2 separate regions of the Rattus norvegicus genome follow, and region 2 is linked to region 1. A link is a contact called in public Hi-C data. All regions are on one chromosome and are shown on one strand. Each heading gives the region's core, a stretch centred on a gene start, on an enhancer-like site or on the middle of the called end of the contact. The rest is flanking DNA. Distances are from core to core; before and after follow the strand shown.

The links. A called contact is a pair of places that touch in the nucleus more often than the background predicts.
Region 2: a contact with region 1 is called in a Hi-C map of liver, with 7 times the contacts expected there. The contact joins the promoter of Ssbp3 here to the enhancer-like site in region 1. A contact is called at or near these places in 11 of 12 Hi-C or Micro-C datasets (the A7r5 cell line, the Rat2 cell line, Schwann cells and 7 more) and 1 of 1 datasets of contacts at active chromatin or transcription factors (oligodendrocytes).

The regions. Positions count from the first base shown.
Region 1 is chr5:126,849,916-126,855,576 of GRCr8, forward strand. It overlaps LOC120102945 (a long non-coding RNA gene), which reads left to right and starts at 237. Exons shown (of 3, transcript XR_005504927.2): 1 at 237-378; 2 at 478-2,622; 3 at 3,548-3,784. Within about 2 kb of position 3,111, at least 5 of the 93 cell types and tissues checked have an H3K27ac peak or open chromatin away from gene starts, as enhancers often do.
Region 2 is chr5:126,918,021-126,923,681 of GRCr8, forward strand. It overlaps Ssbp3 (single stranded DNA binding protein 3), which reads left to right and starts at 2,181. Exons shown (of 17, transcript NM_053358.2): 1 at 2,181-2,581; 2 at 3,542-3,614; 3 at 3,834-3,895. The coding sequence starts at 2,526. LOC120102946 (a long non-coding RNA gene) reads left to right here. Exons shown (of 2, transcript XR_005504928.2): 2 at 1-437.

The DNA of each region.
Region 1 (5,661 bases), core at 1,861-4,360:
GGAAAGAGGGAGGCAGCTAGCAGGCAGCTCGGACACCAGTTACCTTGGACACAAATAACCCTCAGGGACCCTGGCCCCGTCAGCGTGAGCTGCAGCCTCTTGACAGCGCCTCCTCGGCAGCAGCCAGTGCACTCCCCCTCCCTTCCCCAGGGGCTGACTTGACGCTCCGCTGGCTGCGAGCCCACCGCTCCCTCCCGCAGTCAGCTCTGCGCCAGCCAGGAGGGGAGGGAAAAGGAGGGGCGGCACCGGGAGTCTTGCAGGGAAGAAGAGAGGGCGAGTAGGGAGAAAGCTAGCCCTGCAGACCCTAATCGAGGAGCAAAAGAGCACAAGAGAGGGCGTGGCCGGCGAAAGAGGAGGAGCCTAGCTGTGTCACCTAAGGTGTGGAGGACTGCCGAGGCGGGGGGGGGGGGGGGGGGGGAGGGGACCGAGATGCCAGAAACCTTCTTTATAACCCCATGTCCCCCTCCCATTTTACAGATGTGGACACTGAGGTCTAGAACCCAGGGCTTTGCAATTGCATACCTCTCTATAGATCCCCTCTCCCCATCCAGGAGCAGCCACTTCCACCCGGTCTGGCTTGGTGTAGCTCAGGACTGGAAAACAGAGAGCTTGGCCTGCTCTCCAAACCTAGGTTACTGTCCCCATGATTCAGGAGACAAACCATAAAACTGGGACTTCAGTTCTCTGCTGATTGAACGAGTGAAATTTCTGAGTTCTCACTTGTAAAATGAGGGGACATGAGTGAGAACAGAACAGCCGGTTCAAACAAGCCTATGAGTGAAGGATCTTCTCTTTAGGGGTCTGTTTCAGTAACTGAAGAACCAAGAGACTTGACTGGAAAAGCTTAAACGATCCAGCATCCTCCAGAAAGGCAGTGGGAGGCACCGACTTTCCACCCAAGTTCTAAACTCTAAAATAGAAACATAAACCCTCCTACCCCATCCTCCAGCCTTTAGAACTGTCCCTTGGAGGCCGTCCTCCTGCCTGTCACCAGCTGGCCAAGGACCACCTCAGTGCAGCTCTGTGCTCCAGGACTTGTTAGGCCTCTAACACCCTATGGCAGCCGCCCTGGTCCCACTTACTAGCTAGATCAAGCCTTACCCTCCCCACCCTCTCCACTTCTCCTGCAGACCCGCGGCGGCCCCTAGGGGGCAGTGTTGCTCCGAACTTGGCGGGCCGCCGCCACTTCCCCCGCCCGGGCGAGCGCTGAGAGGACGCTAGGGTTCTGGGAATACTGGATGCCCCCGGCACACGCCGCCCCCCGCCGCCGGCCCAGCCCCGGGGCTCCCGCGCTGCGCAGCCCGCTCGGTGCGGACTTGCTGCTGCCTCCCACTCCTCTCCGCACAAGGCACTTCGCGGGAAAAGGCTGGTTTTTGCCTTTTTATTTTTCGTCAGAGGTTGAGGCAGACATTGGGTTCAAGCTGTACGCACGGACCTACTCGTCTGTGCTCAGAGATGAGGGGGAAAATTAAAAGAGGGTAGGAGGCTTGTTCTGCCCAAGAACCTGTCAACTGTCTCCCTGTCACCCCTTTATCCACTGCCACCCTTCCTGGCGTGACTGACAGGCATCCATCCCGCGAGCCTCCTCTCCCAGAGCATCGCCTGGGAGCCCCAACCCCAGCAGGACGTGCCCTGAGGCTGTAGTGTCCGAGGGGTCTTGGCCCCATCGCGCGCCTCGCAAACGTAGCCGCGAGGTCCGGGCTGCGTTTAGGGGATGATTCCTGCTGCGAATGCCCTCATCGCCCGGCTGAGCCGTGAAGTCCGGCTGGAGCGATGGCTCTAGGGGGGAAACGGAGGGAAAGCCCCATTCGAGTTCCGGCCAACGATTTAATGGGAGGCGGGGGATGTAAAAGCCCCGAACCCACAAAGCAGACTTTTTAAAAATTCTAATTGAAACCATCTCGAAGTAAGGGCGGCCAGGAATGGGCCAGCTCCCCGCCCCCCGTCCCATCCCCCTCCTCTGCTCCCCGGAGTCCGATGAAGTCATGATAACTAGACTACAAAAAGAAAAAAGTGGGGGGTGGTCTGGGGGGCACGGGGGTCCCGGGCTGGGGCCCCGCACGGACACAGTTTGGATACTATGGTTACGCGATCCGACCCAAACAGCGAAGATGAACAACAATAGCGGCCGCCAGAGGAGGAAATTCCTTCCGGGGTGGACGGCGCGGGGGGAGGGGCGCCTGGCTGGAACGCCGAGGCGGCGGCTGGGCCAATCAGCGCGCGGCCGCCGGCGGTTTCAAGGTGCCCCGAGCAGCCCGCACCCCCCTCCCGCACTCCCCCTCTCCGCGCGCTCCGCTCGGGTGCTGGAATTGCTGAGACGTTTCCCTGCACGCGCCCGGGTAACACTGCGGGGGCTGCTGCCCAGGCCGACACCCCCAGCGCTCCTCGCACCCCTCCCGGAGCCCACCACCCGGGGCGACTGAACGTTCCACTGCACGAGTTGCTTGCACTGGAAAAGGGGGGGGATCCCTGCCAGTCACTCCTGTCTAGGGGTTGGTTCCTGCATAAGCCTGTTTTCTATTTTAAAGCATGTCTCAAGGGGGAAAAGAGAGAGAGAGTGAGAAGATCTACCCTGGACTCTGCAAACCTGGGAAGACTGGTCCCTGACTCCCTGATCTCAGGGTTTGTTACGTAATAAGTTGGGTTATTAATTCTGAAGGTCTTGCCCGGGCATCCGAGAATCAGGAGGCCAAGGGCAAAACTGCCATGTAGAATCCCACCATCACCATCAAGTTAAAATCATCTGTCTACCTAGTCATAGCCAACCCAGGAACACCCCTCACCTGGCATCTGGATTTTTTTTTATGTGGTAACTAGAGATGGCCTTGTGCCAGCATCTCTCCCGCCAGCTTCTCCCACAGTCAGGAATCTGCCCCAGGTCATCTTCCTTGGGAAGACCTGGATGAGCTACCAAGCCCGTGTTTCTCAGTATTTCTATCCAGCCAGTCCCCGCAAATGTGGTATACTCAGCTCTGTGAGCATTAGATCTTCATCCGTCCCTTTTCTTTTTTAAGCTCCTGACCGGGCTTTTGCTTTCTGATGCCTCCTGGGCACAGGGCATCACTCCCCACAGGAGCACATGCTTTTTTATTCATTGCATGCATAGAGATTTGCTTCTCTGGGAGCATCCAAAGTGCAAAAACTGTCTCTCCCCTACTCTCCATGGATAATGGGGATAGCCCTAATTCTCCAGTTCCCCGTGCGTCTTTTTTTATAAATAAATAATGAGATTTTTATTAATTATGCACGCACCGTATCTGCACGCAGATTGCTATGTCTCCTAATGCATAATAATAATAATAATAATAATAATAATAATAATAATAATAGAAGAAACAGAAACACTCCACACCGTGGCTGGGTGTGTTTTCCCCTGCAAGCAAACAAAAACTTCAAGGGGCCATATGTCCTCAAAGCTGGGAGAGGAAGGCAGAAGTTGGGGAGTGCGCGTGACATGGAGGGATTAGAGGGGCTTCCTCGAAGGTTTTCAGGGCAGCTGAAGGCAGATTTCAAGTTGCATGCTTTTCTTTTTGTAATTGAACTGCAGGTCTGAAAATTCACCAAAGTTCTCTGGAGCATCTGTGTGCTCAGCTGGCGGGATGGGCAACTATTGCTGTAAACAGGAAACCAGCAAGAAGGGAGTTGGCAGGAGCCCAGTCTCTGTCTCTTTTCATGCCCCTCCTCAGAGCCCCCGACTCTGAGCTCTCAAAACACACTTAGCTCCTGAACACTTAAGCATCTATGTTCCTGAGATTGGCACAAAATAAAGTCTGAACAAACAGCATACTGAATGCATGGCGAGTGAATTATGCTGTTAAAAGCCGGCCAAGACTAGGTCTCAGGTACCGTGCATTGAAGGTGTAGGAACTGAAATCTATTCCTCAGAATAGGGTGTGCGGGTTGTGGGGTCCCTAAAGTTGTCTGGCCAGGAAAGCGACATAGCAGAACTGAATGTTTAAAGGCTGAGTGCAGATAGAAGTTAAGAGAATGGAGCAGAATCAGAGTGCCTAGGAGACATGAACACAGGGGAGGTGCCCCACCCTCGGGACATTCTCTGTCTCTGTGGTTAAGGCCTGGGGTGGGAGGGGGTGCAGAGGCAAGCTTCCACTCCACATGTTCTGAGTCTTTCTTTGTGTGTGTGTGTGTGTGTGTGGTGGTTTTTTGTTTTGTTTTGTTTTTTTTCTTTTGGAGGGGGATGGAGTTCAAGAGAGGTTTTCTCTGTGTAGCCCTGGCTAACCTGGAACTTGCTCTGTAGACTATGCTGGTCTTGAACTCACAGAAATCCTCCTGCCTCTGCCTCCTGAGTGCTGGGATTAAAGGCACTACTGCTTGGCTGAGTTCCAAGTTTTAATTGAAAAAAAAAAAAAGAGATAGGATACAAAAGGGAGCTTGGTACCCTAGACACCACCTTAAACTGAGCTTTTTTTCTTCCAATGCTGGAGAGCCAGAGGGGAGGGTCTCATGATAGGCAAACACTCTACCACTGACCCCCTAAAACCCTGAAATTTTAAAATTACATCGTGTGTGTGTGTGTGTGTGTGTGTGTGTGTGTGTGTGTGTGTGTTATGTCAAAGGACAACTTTCAAGAGATGGCTTTCTCCTCCTGCTGCCTGAGTCTCGGGTTGAGCTGTCAGTCTCCGTGGTAGACATCTTTTCCTGTTGAGCCATCTTGGAGCCCTAGCTCTGGAAATAATAATAAACAAACAAACAAACAAGCTGCAGACACATAAACTTACCCATGCAATCATTAACCCAATGAGGATGACATGGGGCAGGATGGGGTTGCAATATGGGTCCACCCGGAGTCCCACATGTTAAAAATAGATCTAGGGCCTCGAAAAATGACTACAGAAAGTCCAAAGTACTTTGGCAAAGTACGGCTTCCTTCTCAAGAAGGATGCCATGGATTTGCTTCTTACACACTGCAGTGACGCAGGGCTGGCACTCCTGCCTGCTTCACAAGCCACAAGTCTTCTCAGGCAGCCTTGCTCAGACCATGCTTCCTGACAAAAGGGTCAATTAAACTGGACTGCTGTCACTTACTCTCATAGACAAATACACGTACACACACACTGCGTGCGTGCGTGCGTGCGTGTGTGTGTGTGTGTGTGTGTGTGTGTGTGTGTGTGTGTGTGTGAAGTTGTGGGTGCTGTTTCTCCTGCCTGCGATATGCCTACATATCACTGCCGAGTTCAAACATTAAAAAACAAAATTGCACCGGCTGTGGTTACCACAAAGCTATCAAGCTGGGTCTTGTTGCTGAAGCCCTGGCATCTGCTGTGTAATTTGGGGAGCACTTAGCCTCCCATCCGTGCGTGAGTGGGGGTGGCCGTCTGACTTACTCTCTTTGTTTCCTCCTAATTAAAAAGAACCAGGACCACTTTCTGTGTGCGTTCTAGAGCATCTCCAGTAGGGAGAGGCGAGGGCTGCAAACGCTAGAGGCTCTTAGAGTAGGAGACAGCTTAGGAATCTGACATGCTCCCACCTGTCAGAGGAGTTATGCCCTGATGTGTGACCCTGGGCAAGGCCCTGCATTTGCCCACAAACTGGGTGAGGGAAACTGGGTGTAGACCACTGATCTTACTTGTCTTGTCAGTTTAAGTCTACCTCCCTGTGGGCTGCTTTCCTGTGATCTGTCGAAATGGTGCCTCTCATCATGCC
Region 2 (5,661 bases), core at 931-3,430, 67 kb after region 1:
GGAGGGGCCAGTCCGTTTGCAAGGGAGAAAAAGCAAGAGGAACACTGACCTGGTGGACCATCCGACTACCAAGAGATTTAAAAGACCCCTCCCCCCAAAACCTTTGCCAGCTGACAGGCGAGGAAGTGGAAGAGCAAGTAGCCCCGAGGTCTCTCAGCCCATGGGCTGCTAGGCATGGCCAACCCGGAGAATGCTTCGGTAGTGGGCCCCCCGAAGGGCAGTGCCTTCCCTCCCCCAAGACCCAACTGGTCCTCTAATCTGCCGGACCTCCAGATACCGACGAGTCAGTGTGTTGACAAGCCATCCCTGGCCATTCCTAGCCCATCAAAAAATGGAAGGAAGTCCATAGGAAGGGTATGAGCAGACCGATTTAATTAGCGCGGGCTCTAAAGGTACCTTAAGTTGGCCCTATTAAATTAAACTGCCTAGGGGAAAAATAACTGTAATTATTTCCTTTTCTCTCCTACCATTGTACTTCAACTCCCAACCTCCACGCTTCTCCCCTCCTTGACAAGACAACCTTTAAACTAGGGGCTGGCACAGGCATCCCCAAACTAGGTCTCAGTGTTTCCCTTTTTCTGCCCTTCTTCTGTTTGAGCTCTGGTTCCTAGCAGAGAGCAGAGTCCAGAGGGGTCCACAGTGCTTGGCTATATTCTAATTCAGGGAGGCTGTTACAAGAGTAGAACATTTTTCCAAAAACGCACCCGGAGTCTCCTTCCTGAACCAGTGCAGATCCGTTTGCTGGGGGGAATTTCTTTAAAAAAAGAAAAACCTTTTCTCTCTTCTGCAGAGCAAAATAAGCAAACTTTAATGGTAGGGAATTATTGTTTATTTTGTTGAAATCTAGTTCTGAGTTTTCCTACTTAAAACGTGTTTTCCCCAGGACACTGACCTATTCTTTAATTGTTTGGTGCGAGGCATGTTAGGGGGAGGGGCGTTACTTGTTTATTGGAACAGCGCAGTTAAAAAAAAAAAAATCAACCTAGGCTAACAGTTTCAAGGCTCCCCTAAAGATGTATCCAAACAGGCAGCCAATCAGCGCTTACACAGCTTTTTCTGCTTGACTCTTTTAAAGAGACAGTACCGACTATGTTTTATCACATTTAAAGAGAACCGCGCTCTAAAAACAGTATGAAAATGGGGGAGCCATTTCTTATCTCACCAGTTTTTGATTTGGAATCTCCAGGGAGAGAACACTGCAGGTTTTTGGGGTCGTCGAGTGGACAGAAAGGAGTCGTGAGCAAAAAGCTTGGTCACTCTGCCAACCCCCCATTTCCCATTGTACACCTGGGTCATTGACAATGGAAGCTTCCCCTCCCCCCACGCCCGACTCTGGTCCCCCTACTCTCCAATTTAGCTCCATTTATTTGAAGTTTGAGATTTCTGCGGCGCGCACTCCGAGTCGCGAGGCGTCCAGGTGACGTCCCTCATCCAAGCGGAACCCTTTCCCGTGGAAAGGCGAGGGGCTAAACTTGCCAGGGTTAGCAAACCTCAGAAATTTGAGAGAAATCACTCTCTTTCCTTCTACTCCAAGACTCCTTTCCCTTCCTACAGATTGCCTGGGGCACGCCAAGGGCCATTTTCGCGCGGCTCCACTTTGGGGTTTCCCAAAGTATTTTAACGATCTAGTAAAGAAGCAGCCGCGCGCTTTGGCGCCAGCTACGGCTGCCCAGCTCCGCGTGCAGCCCTGGCCGGGGCTCCGAAGGCAGGGCTGGGCGCAGGCAGCCCGGGGTGGGGCAGGGAGCAGGGCCGGCTGGGGTCCTGGCCCGCAGAGGGAAGATCAGCGCGGGGAGGCGGGGGCGCTGGGGGCCAGGACGACGCGGAAAGGGGCGCGCCGGGCCAGCCGGGATCCGCGCCTCTCTCCGCGCCTGCTGTCGCAGCGCCCAGTCCCCGCCGCGCCGGCCGGGTGCTCCAGTTCAGGCCCCAGCCCTTCGCGTCGCCGCCCCACCCCAGCGCCAGGGCTCGCCCCCCGCTCCCCCGGCCGGGGCACGAGCGGGCAGCGGCTCGCGGAGGAGGCGCAGCGGGACTGGCGCGGCCGCGCTGACAGGCGTCCCTCCCGGCCTCCGGGCCCGCCCCCGCGCGCCGATTGGCCGCCGCGGCCGTCCGTCGCGGGGCGTGGACGCCCGCCGCGCTCCTGCCGGGGCAGCCACGTTCGGTTGAGCTCCAAGTAGACCAGCGGCGGCGGCGGCAGAGGCAGCGGTGCTGAAGGCGCAGAGGGCGGCGCAGGCGGAGCCGGGTGGCGGGCGCGCGGGCCGCGAGCAAGCGAGCTGCAGGCTTCGGGCGGGCGGCGGCGCAGCTCAGGCCGAGCCGGCGCGGGAGGAGTTCCAGGGCGATGGGGCCGCGGCCGGGGCTGACGCTTTGACAGCTGGAAAGAGCGCGGAGCCAGCGCCGGGGAGGGAGGGAGCGCGGCGAGCGGAGTGCGAGCGAGCGGGCGAGCGCCGGGAGGGGGCCGGGAGCAGGGCAGCTCGGGAGACCGGACGGTAGCGGCGGCGGCGGCGGGCTCGGCGCCCTCTTCTCTGCAAGCCATGTTTGCCAAAGGCAAAGGCTCGGCGGTGCCCTCGGACGGGCAGGCTCGGGAAAAGTAAGCCTCTCGCGAGTGGGGCCGCGCCGCGGGCGGCGGGAGGCAGGTGGGCGCGGGGGTCGCGCTGCCTTGTGCCCCTGGGGCCCGGGTCTCTGCCCCGCGACGGCGGCGACGGCGGCGTGGAGAGCCCATTGTTGGGCGCCGGCGGAGGCTGGGGCACCCTGAAGGGGCAGCAGGGCAGCGGTGGGCGAGGGTAGTTGGTAGGCGCGCTGGCTGAGCGGGCGCGGGGGCCCGCGACAAGGGTGGGCGAGGTCCCACTGTGAGCCGGTGCGCTCGGCCCGCGGGTCGCGGGGGCCTTACTTTGCCCACCGAGTGCGGGCAGGGGGCGCGTGGCTTTCTGCAGCCCCGAAGGCTCCTTTTGTCCGCCCGCGGCGTGAGGAGTGCGTGCCGGGGGCTTTGTTCGCCCGGGAGCGCTCTTCCTACCCAGCCAGCGGCCTCATCGTCAGCCCGGTGCGCTCCGGGGCGCCCTGGCTGGGCTGGGCTGGCGGCGCCGGCCTGGCCCCAGGCTTGGGGGACAGTTGTTTGAGGGGGAGATGCTGAGGGCGGCGCTTTGCTGCCCTCTCCAGAGCGCGCCAAGTACCCGAACTGGGACCGAGTCCGTCCGGACCCCGAACCTAGGCTAAAGCAGCGAGCTGAAGTGATCTGGGAAAAGGAGGGTGGCTCAGGGCTCTTGTAGCGGCTTTCGAGTTTGTGAGACCTAGGTGGGTTTAGTCCCAGTGCCACTTGGAAGTTCAAGTTTGGGGACCTTTCTCCAGCTCCCGCGGCTTGGTGGCAGCTTGTCTCTGGTACCCACCCACTAGCAGTTCTGACTCGGATCCTGTCTGGGGTAATAGGTACTTACGTCTTGTCATGGCCACAATGGGATGGCACAGACCGGGCTCACAGTTACTGGCAAGGTCCAGAGCAAGCCTTAGTGTGATCTGACCCTTCCCTCTCTCTCTCTGCCTCTGCTCTTTCCAGGTTAGCTTTATATGTCTACGAATATTTACTGCACGTAGGAGCACAGAAATCTGCACAGACCTTCTTATCAGAGGTGAGTGGGACTCCTCAGCATCCAGTTTCTTGACACCCCCTCCTCCCCACTATTCTTAGAGCCTTTGTTTTCAGGAGCAGCCACTGTGGCCACCATTTTGAATTTTTATCACCTTTTGGCATTTATTGTTAGTTGGTCTTCACAGCCTTTTGGCTGGGGAAGGCCCTGCAGCCCCCTCCTTTCTGCCCCTCTAAGCTGCCTTCGTTCCTTCTTTTCTAGATTCGATGGGAAAAAAACATCACACTGGGTGAACCGCCTGGGTTTCTGCACTCGTGGTGGTGGTAAGTTTGCGTGATAGTTTTCTGTGTGTTTTGTTCTGAGGCCGGGGTCCAAGTGAACAAAGACGGTCTGGAGCAGGCCTTCTACCTTTGCCTCTGCTTTCCTTGGAGCAGGCACCTCTGGGTGACCCGACGAGGCTTGGCAAGGAAGAATGGGCAGAAGAGGCTGCTGCCCGAAGTTGTTGCTGGTTTCTCTGCCTGTGGGGAACTGAACTGAATCTCTCTATGCTTTTCCTTCTCACTCTGGGGCACCAGGCAGGGGGCTCAGAAAGAGCTGGAAGGGTTTTTGTCAATCCTGCATGCTGCTTTAATTAGAGGAGTGGGGGCAGGGCGGGTGGAGGGGACACCAGGTCCGCTCTGCAACTGGCCTGTCCCTTACGTTTTCTTCCACAAAACGCCAAACCTTAAGAGACACCCATTGGGCCTTTTCCAGGGACCCTGAATAAAGCAAGAAGGGCCGCACTTCCTGTAGAGACACTGATTCAGACTGACTGGACCTTCCTTTCCTCTGTCTCCCCACCCCCCAGCATCCCTGCAACCACAAAGCCTTACTTTACCGAGAACCTTAACCAGCCAGAGGTGGCCTGGCAGGAGGCCTGCAGCTTGCTCAGGGCTGGCTCCCCTTATCTTTGACCCTCTCTCCAGGCTTGAGCAGCCTCTGGTCTTTTCTGCAGGCCGGAGGGAAGGATAGGGTCAGAGCCTTAAGCAAGTTGTCTTGAGTGTGTGACTTGAGTGGATGTCTTGTGGGGCTGATAGGTGGACTCTTTCATACCCTTTTGAAAAGGAAAGGGGCAGGGGAGGGGGAGGGTAGCTTTTGGTATTTTGGTGGAGTTGAGTCAAACAGTGTCCTGTTGGGGTGTTAGCACTCACCTGTCTGCCAGCTCAGGATCCTGTTTCAAGGCCCTTTGAACAGCGGGAGGATGAAGTGTCTGTTCTAACTTGTGCAGAGAAAATGAGTTTTTAATGGCTTCTGCCAACCTCCCAACTGCCTGGTTGGAGGCGGTGGCCGATGTGGCGCAAGGATTCCACCTGCGGGAGTGGGTGATGGGTTGGCTGTTGGAGGTGAGCGTGGTGATGGGATTGGTGATTCTGGTTGCTCAGGATCTTGTAGAAACTTGGGCTTGTGAGTAAAAGTTATTTTGAGGGTGCTGGAAATTAGGGTGTCTCGAAGTATTTGCTGAGTGGGGTTTCCCGGGGAGAAGCTTGGAGGGGGAAGGAATGGTCCCCAGGCTCTGTCTGCAGTTGTGCAAAGACCTGCTTTTCCTGTGGCTCCTGGAGTCTCTTGCAGCTTTTCCATCCTTGTTCCAGGAATGGGAGGTTGGCTCAGGCTGTGGCGGCTGCCAGTGGTTGTAATCTTGTTTGTTAGAATGCTTACTCTGTGGCTGTTTTGGGGGAGCTGAGGAGGCCTTGGATCAGATTGAATGGGATGGGCTTTGTTCCAGGCACACCTTGAGGGTGGTGCTTTCCTGTGCCAGTGGAGTTTGCTGTGATGGGGCCAGCAGCGTTGGACCACAAATCAGATCAGACCTCAGTTTCAGTGTTCACTGTGCCCTTCAGTCTGGTTCTGTCTGGGCTTTGGTTCTGGTATAGGGCATTTCTAAGGTCCTGGGTTTGTAAGCACTCTCACAGTTAGACAGCACTTGTGTTTTTGTTGTTGGGACTGTGGAGTGTTGGCGTGACCATGTAGAGTTACGAAGGGTCTTGAGTGCTGTGCCCTGGACCTGTGCTGTGCCCGCTTACTCTGTACTGGATGGGTGCTGTCTGAAGAG